Regions from separate parts of the Columba livia genome. Here region 2 is linked to region 1. The links are chromatin contacts, called in public Hi-C maps. All regions are on one chromosome and are shown on one strand. Each heading gives the region's core, a stretch centred on a gene start, on an enhancer-like site or on the middle of the called end of the contact. The rest is flanking DNA. Distances are from core to core; before and after follow the strand shown. Region 1 holds the start of ANTXR1 (ANTXR cell adhesion molecule 1). Region 2 holds the start of FIGLA (folliculogenesis specific bHLH transcription factor).

Evidence for each region. Hi-C and Micro-C count contacts between places; a contact is called where the count stands out from the background.
Region 2: a contact with region 1 is called in a Hi-C map of liver, with 2.6 times the contacts expected there. The contact joins the promoter of FIGLA here to the promoter of ANTXR1 in region 1. A contact is called at or near these places in 2 of 2 Hi-C or Micro-C datasets (crop and liver).

What each region holds. Positions count from the first base shown.
Region 1 is chr25:4,265,802-4,268,352 of bColLiv1.pat.W.v2, forward strand. ANTXR1 (ANTXR cell adhesion molecule 1) reads left to right here and starts at 1,288. Exons shown (of 18, transcript XM_065040687.1): 1 at 1,288-1,756.
Region 2 is chr25:4,622,204-4,624,754 of bColLiv1.pat.W.v2, forward strand. It overlaps FIGLA (folliculogenesis specific bHLH transcription factor), which reads left to right and starts at 1,271. Exons shown (of 5, transcript XM_065041122.1): 1 at 1,271-1,676. The coding sequence starts at 1,452.

The DNA of each region.
Region 1 (2,551 bases), core at 38-2,537:
ATCAATAAATATGTATGTGTGTGAAAAGTTTAAACTCATGAAGGAAGTCCAAGTTATGTTTATATCACGGGCCATGGTAATTTCTGCAGGTGTGGAGTGCTTTATTCAGCTTTATTCACCATCTGAAACATTTTCGTTGAAATAAACAGTTTCATCAAAATAATTTCCTGTCAATCTGCTGATTTTCTTAATTTTTCAATGCTATTTTGCTTCACTGTAACACAGAGGCTTGGTTACCATTACTTCAAAGAAACTTCCTGGAGGTTTGACGTATTAATTTGATGCTATTTACTACTATATTTTATTAGTTTTTTTTCACATATGTCAAATGCCGTGTGTCAGAGTGCTGTGATACTGGTCCCACAGGAAAGCGGAACTTTTTGTATCTGCATAGTTGGTGATTAAATCTCATACATTCACAATAAGCATCTAAATGAGCTTCTGAGCATTGAGTGGTCTGTCAGAAGGAAATCCCATATTCCAGTACTAACCAACGAAGCAAAGTGTCTGCTGCTTACAGACCACAGGAATTTGTCATATCACATTCTGGCAGGTTTCTTGCACTGACGGGGCTCTCATGACATTTCACAATGATAATAATTATTCAGATTTCAATGGATTCAAATTTAGACTGCCGAGGAAGAGAAGGGGACTCAAAAAGAGATTGCTGAGCAGAGACGTGGCAGCCAAGCCCCCGGTGAACCTGAAGAGACGGCAATACTGGGACTCTCAAACTCTCCATGTCTGCACATAGACAGATAGATATTCTTAACAGCGCAGAAATGTGGAGCTGCTCACCTTGCAAGAAAAGATCCTGCTCAACAAGGAGGAGGCCCAAGCTTTACCACTAAACACAACTTCCATGATCTACAAACATCACTTCAGAAACTCGGGCTGCCTGGAAAAACTGCTCTTCACCCTTCCTCGTTTAATTGAAACTGTCCTTTCAATTGCAAAGGCCACCCATTAGCATTACAAAGTCACAGGACTTTCTCCTCAGTTCTGCTGCGCTGCTTTTCTCACATTCAGGATGCTGAGACAGCCTGATCTCTGAGGGAATTTTTTTTTGTTTTAAGCAGAAGAAGAGATATTCTCATTCGAGACACCAACAAGACGCCTAACAAGAGTCTTTTGCGAACAAAAATACTTAAACTGCTGTAAGCGAATGAAGCGGAACGCGACAAGTGCGGGGCTGGCCCTGCGGGTCCCTGCGGCGCAGCAGCCCCGGCCCCGCCGCCGCCTCAGCCGCCTCTTCCCGCCTTTTGTCCCGCCCCTTTTTCTCCCCTCAGGGCCCGGCGGCCCCTCAGCGTCTCCCGCCGCCGCTGCCCCTGCCCTGCGCCGCGCTGGCGGGACTGCGAACGGGGACTTTATACCGCAAAAACACTCTTCTCTAAAATAATGTGTGTTGACAAGTCATTCTGGAACCTTTTCAGTGATTCTCTGTCACAGGGTCAGTTTGCACACAAAAGGAAACTGAATACCCAGACCTTCACCCTGAAGTATTCATGACCCTCCCTCGCTGAACAACAGACGGCTCCTCGGCCAATGAGATGCCCAGGCCCAGAGAAGCCTCTGGACCATGCGTGTACTTATCACAGCCAGATCGACCTGGCTTTATTATAAAACGGGGCTGCAGCCACAGCTCGCTTGGAGTTGTGTTCTGGGAGCAGCAGGACTCCCAGCAGAGCCCTCTCCTGCCATCAGGGACGCCATCTGAGGAGCCTTCCTGGGATGGAGAGCCCTCACTTTCTCTTTGGTGAGTGATTTCCTTCTGGATATATCCTTGAGTGAGCCCTTACCCACGCCAGCCCATCAATTATTTCTTCTGGGCGCCGTTGAGTGAAGGAGGCCTCTTCTTTTTGTGAGTGCATTCCAGCATGATGTGGCTCATTCTTCTTGTGTGCTGGTATGGTAATAATATGTCCAACTGGTATATTGAACGCGCAGCTTATTAAATGTTGCTGGAGTGCTGAATACTTTAGGATAAATTCCATTTCTAGGTGGTTTCTCTACTAAGCAGTTCTGGTTAGAATGTTTGGAGCTTATCACCTGCCTATGTTGATTTCTGGGTGTTTCTGTGACAGGCCGTTAGAGGCTAAAACTGTAGTAAGGTGTGTTCACTGTTGCTCAAAACCTTAACTTAAAGATTATTTCATCTGTTCTAACGAAGATGGCAGGATGCCCTGGGTTACCCAGTGAATACAAATCTCTCTCTCAGAACACCAGCCGTGCAACATCCCGCAGTTTCTGTTCCCCTCCCACCCGTCTCCAGAGGTTTATTCTGCAGCAGTTGGGGAGGAGACAGAGTTCACTTTGGCCCATCTCAGGCCAAAGCAGCTGATTTCCCTGCCTTAGCACACACCAGTCCTAGCAGGGAGCAGAAGGAAACTTTTTAGTAGTAGTGTGTGCATTTTATTGCAAACATACATGAACAAAAAGGAAACTTCAGCTGGCTTACAAACCAAAGAAACTTCTCAGAGCCACAGAAATACACCTGCAATACCTATGGGATTTCTTTTTAAATCCTGCAGGATTATGTGAAATGTAGTCA
Region 2 (2,551 bases), core at 21-2,520, 360 kb after region 1:
GGGGCTGTGTTGGCAGAAACAGAAAATAGAGGGGAAAAGGAAAGGAAAATAAACCTGTCTGGCTTTGCAGCATCTTCATCTGCTGCAGATTCTGTCCTGTGTTTGCTGCGAGCAGGGGTTGATAACTCTGGTCCCTAATAACTGCAACTCCTGATAATCATGGTCCCTAATAACTGTGATCCCTAAAACACGACCCCTAATAACCCCAACCCCTAATAACCGTGACCCCCAAAAAAATGGTCCCTAACAACAGTGACCCCTAAACAATGTGGTCCCTAAACAACGTGGTCCCTAATAACCATGACTTTTAATAGCTGTGACCTCTAAAAAGCACAGTGACCTAATAACCCTGAGCCCTGATAACCTTGACCCCTAATAACCCTGACCCAAATAACCTTGACCACTAGTAACCTTGATCCCTAGTAACCTTGACCCCTAATTTCCCCCCACCCCAGTCTCCCCACTCCCCCTTGGGGCGCGATTCCTACAAACCCCAATTGCACCAGCAGCCCCCAAACCCTCCATCTCCCACCCCCGTGGAGCCTCCCCCAAATTCCCATTTTCCCCTCAATTTTTAAGCCACAAACAGCCAAACTGGAGCAACTTTCCCAGCTGTAAAACAAGGGGAAAGGAGCAAACACCCACTGTTGTGGGGGTGGATTTTGGCAGCCCCCAATTTCCCCTTGGATGCTTCTAATGAGTAAAAGTGACCAAACAAGCACAGACCTTCTTTTGTGGGGGGGGTTTTAAACCCACCTGCCCTCGGATTAACATGTCAGATCTGCTCCCCCAGATCGGGGCAGTAATAACGTGATTATCCGGATCTGGCTGCAGGCAGGGAAGCTCATTACAGAGCATTAAAGAGGGAAAAATTGGGTTTTCTGAGGTTCTAATAAAAGCTCGTTTGCCTTCCAGGTGTCCGCGAGGCTCGTTTGGGGGCTTACTTGTGGGTTTCTTTGCAATATGCTCCTCCAGCCTTGCTCTCTGACCATGGTTTTGGTGGCAAAAGGGGAATTATCCCATTTTTCCGGCCGTGCCGAGGTTTCGGCGTTGCCCGGACTAACACCGCCATCTACCGAAACACCGTTATTATAATACACCCTCATATTTCCATTTTCCTCACCCAAAACAGTTTCTTTCCTGCATTTTTAGGGACACACGAAGCCCCCAACCAAACCCCTGGTTCTGCAGGACAACACCGCTGCCCATCCCCAGCCTGGCCTTGTCCCCTGCCGGTGCTCCAGGGGACAATTTTGGGTCGCTTTTTGGGTCAAAGTGGCATTTGCAGGCACTAAGTGGGGAAACTGAGGCACAGCCGAGCCCCCACCCCCTCGTTAGCCCAGCTGGGCCGCACCTGCAGCTCGTTGGGGTATTTAAGGCTCTTCTTTAGGTATTTTCTTGGGTTTAGGGAGAGCTGAGCTTGTGGTGTGGGATTTGTGGCTTCTCTAGGGATGGGGGAGCCCAGTGGTTTTGGGGGGCAGGTGCTGGGGGTTGTGCTGCCCACGCCGGCCCCCGAGGTGCTGGAGCTGGTGCTGCGGCAGCGCCACGGCCCCCTGCCCCGCGCCGCCGCCATCGCCCGCCTGCGCCGCGGCCCGGCCGGCGGCTACGAGCACACCGGGGACCCCGCCGAGGCGCTGGAGCGACGGCGAGCGGCCAACGCCAAGGAGCGTGAGAGGGTGAGGGCGCCCCCAAAAACACCCTCTGCACCCCCAAAAATACCAAACCATGCAGGGTTGGGTGCAAATTGTGGGAGGCAAATGTCTCATGGTGGTGGCACTCGGGGTCACCTTGAGTCGGGGACACCCTGAGGTTGCTCGGTAGCAGGTTATGGGGGGTCCTGCATTTGGGGGGCCCTGGGTTGATCCTAGAGAGCCCGGTTTAATCCTGGGGCCCTGGTTTAAACCTGGAGACAGAGTTTAATCCTTAGGGGGCCCAATTTAGTCCAGGGACACAGTTTAATGCTGGAGGAGGCCCCGCTTTAATTCTGGGGACCCAGTTTAATGCTGGGGGCACAGTTTAGTCCAGGGACACAGTTTAATGCTGGAGGAGGCCCTGCTTTAATTCTGAGGACCCAGTTTAATGCTGGGGGCACAGTTTAATCCTGGAGGGGCCCAATTTGGTTCAGGGCCACAGTTTAATGCTGGAGGAGGCCCTGCTTTAATCCTGGGGGCACAGTTTAATCCTGGAGGGGTCCAGTTTAGCCCGGGGGCACAGTTTATGCTGGAGAAGGCCCTGCTTTAATTCTGGGGACCCAGTTTAATGCTGGAGAGGTCCCAGTTTAATGCTGGGGGCACAGTTTAGTCCGGGGACACAGTTTAATGCTGGAGGAGGCACTGCTTTAATCCTAGGGACCCAGTTTAATGCTGGGGACACAGTTTAATTCTGGAGGGGTCTCGGTTTAATGCTGAATGGACCCCTGTTTAATCCTGGGGACACAGTTTAATCCTGAGGGGCCCTGGTTTAGTCCTGGGGACCCAGTTTTATCCTGGGTGAGGCCTGGTTTAATGGTGGAGACTCAGTTTAATGTGAGTGGGGGGCCTCGATTTAATTC